Linked DNA regions of Capsicum annuum: region 1 is linked to region 2. Evidence: chromatin contacts called from public Hi-C data. All regions are on one chromosome and are shown on one strand. Each heading gives the region's core, a stretch centred on a gene start, on an enhancer-like site or on the middle of the called end of the contact. The rest is flanking DNA. Distances are from core to core; before and after follow the strand shown.

What was found. A called contact is a pair of places that touch in the nucleus more often than the background predicts.
Region 1: a contact with region 2 is called in a Hi-C map of leaf, with 2.1 times the contacts expected there. The contact joins two enhancer-like sites. A contact is called at or near these places in 2 of 5 Hi-C or Micro-C datasets (leaf and placenta).

Annotation. Positions count from the first base shown.
Region 1 is chr9:158,405,671-158,410,340 of UCD10Xv1.1, reverse strand. LOC107842432 (sodium/calcium exchanger NCL) reads right to left here. Exons shown (of 7, transcript XM_016686273.2): 5 at 4,431-4,670; 6 at 4,051-4,353; 7 at 2,674-3,133. The coding sequence ends at 2,885. Among protein-coding and RNA genes, the nearest start is that of LOC107842432, 13 kb to the right of the region's middle. Within about 2 kb of position 2,845, at least 1 of the 5 cell types and tissues checked has an H3K27ac peak or open chromatin away from gene starts, as enhancers often do. A contact at or near this core is called in leaf, where this site is marked.
Region 2 is chr9:158,319,269-158,323,678 of UCD10Xv1.1, reverse strand. LOC107842433 (homogentisate 1,2-dioxygenase) reads right to left here. Exons shown (of 9, transcript XM_016686274.2): 5 at 3,715-3,890; 6 at 3,526-3,595; 7 at 3,240-3,394; 8 at 3,072-3,155; 9 at 2,023-2,559. The coding sequence ends at 2,332. Among protein-coding and RNA genes, the nearest start is that of LOC107842433, 5.6 kb to the right of the region's middle. Within about 2 kb of position 2,253, at least 3 of the 5 cell types and tissues checked have an H3K27ac peak or open chromatin away from gene starts, as enhancers often do. A contact at or near this core is called in leaf, where this site is marked.

The sequences.
Region 1 (4,670 bases), core at 1,596-4,095, 86 kb before region 2:
GCATTAGAATCAAGAAAAGAAACCTAAGAATAAAAGGAAAGAAATTAAAAATTCAAATTTGAGTTTAAGGCAATTTGACGATTTGAGTGGATGTGGCTTCCTCAAAGTGTCGATTTAAGGCTTGTCGACGATTTGTATTTCAATTCTTCTTGTTGTTGGAGATATTATAGGCGGTTTTTGGATGAAAAATACAATGAATTAGACCCTATCTTCAAGTTCAAGAAAGTTTGAATTTTTTTGTGGTCCCTTCCTTTGTACTTTCTTTTGTCTCTTCTTTGAGAATATTCCCTTTTGATGCTTTTTGATTCTTTCTTTTTTGGAAGACTTGGGATATTCTTTGAAATATTCTTTAAAGCAAACAAGTGTCACACCTTCTCTCACCTCCCTTTTGGATCAAACATCATGTTTTGAATGTTCTTCTTCAACAATATATAAAGATTATGAAGAACACCAAGAACATTCAAAATTGACCCTTAAGCAAATGACCTCGGAATTGGACGAAATTCCAGATTCAAGCTCACGTTGAACCCTCAAATACAACCAACACGTTTTCAAGTCCAAAACCTCAACAACCAACTTCCAAATTTGAGAACCCGTCTTCAAGTTTCTTCAACTCAAGCTCAACAATAGTGGATGACTCGAACAACCCAGAATAAGGTCAAATTCGAGATCTAGACTCTAATAGTGTTTGGGAACAAAGATTTAACACTAGAAACATAAAAAGACATAAAAATCTAAGACCCAAAGTTTTGGCCTAGGAGTAAAACGAGAATAAAAAAATTTTGTTGCGATTTTTTATTTTCAACACAAATATCCCCAAGATTGACTTCGTGGGAATGAAATCAAGCTCAGCTTTGATACTAAATGATACGTGAGAAGATACAAAATAAGAAAAACACACAAACCGAAGGGAAAACGAGACAAACACACAAACAAATGAAAACACAAAAACAAGGGATAAAGGGATAGAAGGATAGATAGATAGACACAAATGATAAGAAAAAGAACAATCGAAAGATGTATCAAATCTAACGACCCTCCTCAATATTACCAAGAGCACCTAGCTTTTACGTAAATCTCAAAGGAATTGAATTCCTGAGCAACCCACATTTTTAAACAAAAGATCAACACAAGCTAATCCAAGCTTGTCTCGCACTCTCAAAGGAGCATTCAATCATAATTCTTCAAAATCTATCAAAGAAAATGTCTAAGGCGTCTATTTATAGTATGTGTTTGCCTAAATAGCCTAGTACAAAAATAGCCCAAAAATGGCTATTTTAAAAATACCCCACAAGGGCTCTTCAAAGCATGCTCTAAGCTCCAAGCAATTATCCACACATGAAATTGTGGGTTTAGGAGCGTAAAAGGGGTCCACCAAGTACATCTAGGGCTGTTCAAAATTAAACCATATCCGATAAGCCATCCAAAAAATTAACTTATTGGCTTATTGGTATTGGCTTATCGGATAAATGGTTGGTGAACGGATTAAATTTTTTTAATTAACGGCTTATTGGTGTGGGGTGGATTACACAATTTTCTTATTGGATAAACCGTTAACCCGTTAAGAATTACCATATATACTTATATTTTCCCCCTAGATATATAAAATATATATTATATTATAGTAAAATTTAAACTCAAACCTAATGGATCTAAATTCTAACCTAAAGCCCACCCTTAATTAACCCTAAACAGTAAAGTAGTGGAAAAAAGAATATGCTTAACACATTCGACTTTTTTCCAAGCGCATCAGCAACTGTAGCAGCTCCTGTTCCTGCTGAAGCTCTATCTGCTGCTGCTGCAAAAGTTCTTGTAGCTGTTCCTGCTAAACCAGCAGCTGCTTTTGCGAATCAGTTACCCCCTAGCTCCAATCATTCCTAACGAAGCTCTTTCCCCTGGTCTTAAACCACCGGTTTCCACTCCTAACGATTGGCGCTTAACAAAAGGTCCAAACTCATAACCTGTTCATTGCTTTGGTTTGCTTTGCCGACTCAAATCAAAAGTACTCAACAGTAGCCAAAGCTTTAAAGAGATTTAACACTAGGATTTCTGTTGTCAGTGCCACCGTGAAAAGAAAAGAATGTTCTATTCTATTTTGTTTTTTGATTTTGAGACGCATTCAAGTAGGAATTGTGGATGTTTGATAAATCGCCCGATAACTGTCTATCCGTTACCGAACCAATCGATATCTTATCGGTTGACTAGTGGATTTGTATATTTTAAAACCAATAACCGTTAAACCAAATCGTTAAGTGTAATGGTCCACCCAATTCCAATAAGCAGCTCTAAGTACATCCTTGAGCCCTTTGCTTGACCATGGATTGGACCTCTTTATATTGACCTTAAATGATGTAATCAAAAGATTTAAGGCCCTTTGGCTTATATCATGTTCCAATTTACTTGTCAATTTGTAAAAAAAGATGATTTTAATATTTTTAACTTTTTACTTAGTATTTTAAATTAAGTGTAGTAATAATATTAAAATATAGAGTTTCAAAATATTATTAATAAGATTAATTTGGTACTTAAAATACACCTAATTATTGATTTTTCAAGGGACGTGTTTAGTCAACATGTCCCAAGTAAAATTTGTTGAGTCAACATGTCCCAAGTAAAATGAAATTGACGGAGTTGCAGAAAAGCAGGAATGACAAGTGTGGAGAAACAGCAAAGTACATCAGAAAGAGAAATGGATATGCAGAATCAGTCTGCTTAACATTAGTGAGATGGTTTACTGGAGCGAACACCCTGAAAATCTATAACCAAGAGGAAAATTATGAGTGAAATTATACAACCAAATAGCCTCGGCTCTCAAGTTAAAGCAGCTCCAGCACGTCCAGGAGCAACTGAAATGCGGCTTGCATACAAATTCAACCAAAGGGTCTTAAGACCAACCAAATTTGTAGTCGAGAACGTATACAAGTGCAAGAGAAAAGGGATACAGTAAAAAAGCCAGCAAAGAAGTCCAAAGAGGAAAGGTGATACGAACACTCGCGAAGACCCCCATGACAACACAAACAATTAGAATAACCAGCACCTCTGACGAGAAATCCCATGTCAATCCTCTGATATAGACGAGAGCAAGGAAGACGGATAGACAAAGGAGATTGTTCATAGACACTGCTCCATACAACTGCAAGGTACCATTACAGATGTTATCAAAACTAGGTAATTGTATTATCAAACTGCTTAATGCTCAAATCTGAATTACTGATTATTGAAGCAAAAGAGGTTAACATGGAGTGAAATGGATATTGAGGATTCATATAGGGGACGACCCGGTTCATACCTACTCCGTAGGTGTCGGGGAGGGGGGGGACCACTCCGGGCCTGACCTACGCGCCCTCACCCCAACTTCGTTGGAGGGGCGTTTCGAACCCCCGACCCTGGCACACCACGGTAAGCAAGCTTACCGCTGAGCCAAGGCCATCCCTCATATTGAGGATTCATATAGTTGATTCTAACTAGCTTGGGACTAAGGTGTAGTTGGTTTTGATGTTTTTCCTTAGCATCAAATCACTTGTTTCGTATCAAATGGATCCTACAATGAATCATGTCAAACAAATTTGTGAAGGCCGAAATACAAATTTGAGCAAAATACAAGTAAATTTGTGTTGCAGCAATTCATAAGCTTTATCTGGTCACACACCAAATAATGGACAAGCTTTATGATGGAATACTACATCCTTATATAGGACAGCCCGCTGGGGAAGGACCTCACCCTCTTGGGTGTAATTTAGATAGCCAACTCTAATGTAAGTATTAGTGGCTGCTTCCACGGCTCCCCATCACTCTTATCTTATATAATGTTTACTAAATGGGTCAGAGGAAAGCCTTCCTAACATCAAATACCGCCATCCAATTCTCTCTCTTTTATCTCATCCTGCATACAGAGGTAACCCTAAGGGATTTGACATATTGGAAAACCTCAGATCAAGTCCGCCTCTTGATAACATTAATGATCTTCCATGTTCAGCTAAGCAAGTAAAGGGCAGCAAAACCATAATTTCTACAAACATAAAAGCACAAAAGATGCATCAGGAAACAAACCTCAGAAAATGTTAACGATGCAGATCTCAACTTTTTCCGGCTAGCAAAGATAATAGCTGACACTGCCTCACTGGAGTTGGTTGCCAGTGGCAGCGCAACGAATGAGACGAAAAAAGAAGGAATGGTTGTGGCACTTGAGAAGTTATTGACAGCATCAACTAGGGGATCAGCAAACACGGCAGCAATGACAGTGCCCAGCAACAGCAATAAGACGGCCTTAGTTGCAGTAGATCTGGGATTCTCAACAGCCTCAACACTTTCGTCACTTTGATCCCCTAAGAAGTAGTGTTCTGTCCTTGTTTGCTGCAAGCACGTCTACATTTTATCACTATCATCATGGCAATAAACTATCTACAAATGGTCATTAACACTTGACAAACCTCATGCAAATCACCAAGGTACTTCACTGTACCGGCACCAGTTTCAGGAGAAGGAGCATTGGAACCTCTGGCCTCATTAAGCCATTTTGAAACTCCGGCAATGAACTCAGATAGTTCAACTCGCTGATCATGAGAAGTATCAAAATTTTTCATCAGCTTTTCCACAGCATCATTCTCATTTAAATTCACCTCCTCAAGACGGAGTCCTACTACCAGAGCTCTTAATTCAGAACGTGAAAG
Region 2 (4,410 bases), core at 1,004-3,503:
TTGCATTTTTTGATTTTTTTTTTTAAATTTTATACCCTGTTCATCTATTTCTCTTCAGTTTTAGGTATTTTACCAATATCTTCTTTAATCACACCGCGGGATAACAACAACAATCCTTTTTTAATCTTCTGCGGACTTTTTAAATCCCTAGGAATTTACAGATTAATCCATTGTTATTGCTAAAACACTGAGAGAATAACCATATACTGGAGGTATGTTTATAAGTAATTTACTAATTTTACAAGACCAGAAAACTGACAGTGAACCGCCATCGATCCAGATCTTATAATATTAAAGACACATCTATTAATAATTAAATGTTGGTTCTTTAGGAAATCAAAATTTAATTCTATTTTACTTAACAAATTCTTTTGTTTGTTTTGCAGGTCTTTTAATATCTCTAGAGTTTTTAATATTTTTGTATTTTCTTTTTGAACTTTTTCTCCTAGGTTTATTATAAAGTCTGTAATAGTATTTAGTTGTGGATTATCTCCATGTAATATATGTTCTCCGTTGTTAAAATTACACTTAATAAAATTATTGTCTTTTAAACGTCTGTATTTCTTTTCAACTTGAATTGTTAGATTTAAATATTCTAATTTCCTTAAATTATCAATTTTCACACTACTATTTTTTATCCTAAAGGTATTTTGCTAATATAGTGATTTCTAATGATCTTTATTCTATAATTTTTGTAGTCTATACAATATCTAATACTTTCTAATTTACACTTAAACAAATTTATATGGTCTACATAGTTTACTAGTGTTATAAGGTCTAATGTTATAAGGTCTATGTAATAATAACTAATTTTAAATAAGATAAATCTTGTACATTTAGATGTTGAGAAAATAAATAATTTTAATTATTTAGAGGGTTTCAAATGTATATTTAGATTCAAATATTTAAATCTTATTAATATTCATATGATCGGAAAGAAGACTAAAGCATCTCTAATAGGAAACATGATCCCATCTCTTTCAACAAAACTTACTCTAGTATTGAGGAATATGATTAGATAGCAATTCACTAACAATAATCGAAATTAAGATTATAATTAGTGTTAAATGGGAATCCTCCATAGAGGTGTTTAGAAATTAAACAAGGATGGCTCAAGCCTGACAAAAAATAAATCGGACTAGAAGGATTAGGGGGTGACTATCGTCCTTGTAGCTCTATCAGTCATTCATGAATGCAGGTTGCTGAAGGAAAGGTTGAAAAAATCCGATGACAAGTACAATTACAGGGAGTAGGCCGACCTACTGGTAAAGGAGGAATAAGGAAAAAATATTTTGATAGAATTAAAGTTTTTGATAGTTCCTTGTGTATTTGCCAAGAAAGTTGTATGGCAAACATTTTAGGAACTATTTTCGAAACATCAAACTTTCGCATTTAATTGTATTTCAGCTGACAACGTCACAACTGATCGAACTACAAAGGAGCATGCTCCAATCAGTTTAGTATGCTGCAAGTATATTGTGTTGCACATATATGTCATGTCAATGAACACAATGTTCCCTCGGAAACCTGTGAAAGGATATTATATTTTCGATGCACTTTGATTATTGTACAACTACAAGCGTCTTACTTTGGCATGTTAGATCAAACAAGTTTTCACATAACTGCAGGTTATTTTTGTGGTGAGAGCTCTGAAGTCTATCATACAATGTTGCAGCTGCTGCTGTTATCTCAAGATGTTGAAGCTAACAATATTAAAAGACCAGCTAGACTAGCTAATCTTGGGAAACAATGAAGTATCATTCGAGCAGATTATACCGTCTGTTGTGAATCTTTGACATGCCTAATCTTAGTACACACGACAATCGCTATGTAAAATAGTGATTGACCCCCTGCAATTCGGCGTGTGCACAGCAGGGGCTAACCCCACTTGTAAAGAAGAATGGGGTAAAGATGAACTCGTAACGGAATTTGCATTGATGAAGAATTCTACACATGCTACTTCTGTAACCAAAATATTCACTAAAAATTTAGGAGGTTACTGAAACATAGAAGAAATAGTAATAAGAGTAAGTTATTGGTTGCTCTTGCAATTGCTAAAGGTATTCCATGATAGTTCCATCTTTATATATACAACACCATAAACTACAACATCATCACGGTAACAAATTTCTACTTACCTCACAATTCCACAGGACATTGGTTTCATCTTAGCACTGTATCTGCACTTGGATTATCACCCTAATCTTTCGATCCAATACTAACTAGGGTTTATTTTACATATTACATGCCCCTGACTCCTTATGCACAAACTAAGTCTCATTAGGAGGAACTATTAGGAGGAACTACATAAGCTAGCTGAACAATAAGATTTCACCTTTCTATAGGTTTTCCATTCTGCAAATCACGGCTGTCCTCATTTATAGATAGTCCTGAGAAGTGAGACTTCAAACCAATCCAGCATTGGTAATAATCGTGATCCATAAATGGAGATTCAAGTGCCCACGGACAGACACGGGGTATTAGGCAAGACTCGAACATAAAAGCCATGGTATCAGCTATTCTATGTGGACCAGCTTCATTTCCAAGTGCAATGGTTGCCTGTCAAATGTTATATGGCATCAGAATCATTTGGTGAACAAAAGTGTACCACATATAACCATGATTTGGATGCAACAACAAATGGTTATGATGCACAGATCATAAGTGCTAGATTAACTAGTATAATTATGCTCGGGGGATCTTAGTAGGTTTTCTTGTTTTGCTGAAGTCTCGGGGAATCTTAGTAGTCCGGTTGACTTTCTGAACTTAATTTTATTGGTAACAGTTTGATTCCCTACCCTATTATAATTTTAATTTTTTTAAAAAAAGTATAGTTATGCTCAATGCACGATGTTGTAACTTGTAAACAAAAAAGCTGAGACAATAATACACTTGCACTGCAAATGTATAGAACCTTGAATTGGACAAGCGAATTGCGTTTTGCCACAGAATTTTTAAAAAAGGATTCATCGTTGGTAACTAAACAATGGAAAGAATATAAATAAGATGCATATGCGGGAAGGGAAAAGAAACAATGCCATAGAGGGAGGGGGGAACAGAACAGACATTACCTCATATGTTTTGGTATCAGGACCATGAGGAGTCATGCAGCTGTGGAGGCTTGCCCCTCCAGGGTGAAAACCATCAGCTTTTGCCTGAAACAAGCTTAACCTCATTAAAAGTGAAAGAAATAACCCTATAGTTGAGCATCGACTTCATGAAAGAGCGAGATAAACAACCTCGTATCCCCCATAGATTAGACCCATAAATTCGGTCATACAGTTGCGATGATAATATGGAGGACGGAAGGTGTGTTCAGCAACCAACCACCGTGGAGGAAAAATGACAAAGTCAAGCAACGCCACACCAGGTTTATCTGTTGGTGCTGTCAAAACTGCATTGATTTAAGAAACCAGAGTAAATGTAACTAGCAACACCGATAAATTTAAGAACAAGATTCACACGAATGACAATTAAACATTGATAATACTTAGAACCTATAGTAACTTCATAAACCTAACCAACCTGTGTTTATTGAAGGATCACTGTGGTCCATCAATACAGTATTGTATGGGCAGAACTTGCTTAAATCATACTGCAAATTGAGGAAATATATTACATCAGGACTAAGGAGACAAACAGCAAAGTAAATTGGATAAAATGTGAGCAAGGCACCCACATTATGAGAGATTGCAATACAGAGAAAATACCCGCCTTATAAGGAACATAATTTCCATGCCAAGCAACCACATTAAAAGGAGAGAAGTCCTGCTTCGCAGTGAAGAGTTCACCGCCATACTTCTGCACAATAGTGTAACCTGGACAGGAGCCATCTTCGTACCAGGCAACAGGAACAAGAAAATCCCTCGGAGCAGCCAGACCATTTGCACCTAAATACATATTCAAATGCATATCATCAATAATTGAGTAAATTTCATCCATGGTCACTTAACTTTGTGTCTAATACGCAAAAGTCACTTTTTCTTTCATTCATTACACGAAAGTCATTTAACTTTGCTCTGATCATCACAAAAGTCACTATGACCGGATTTTACAATACCGGAAAAATGATGTGGCAACTTTAATTATTTTTTAATTTTAATTTAAGTGAATACATAATATATTACTCATAATTGACCCTTTTTATATGTGCATAACCCAATTTAGTGAAAGAATCTCAATTTCTTAAGAGATTAGACTACCTAGAATCCCATTTTCTTAAGAGATTAGACTACCTCATGAAAACTATTTTCATAAAAAAAAATTGATTGATATTTTTATGAAACATTTTATAATATTGCATTCATCTGCCAAAAAAGTGCATCAAAAAAGAGTGATAAACAAGAAAAATTCTTCAAAACACATAAAATAGAAATACATGTATGATATTATTTCAAAAAAAAATTATTT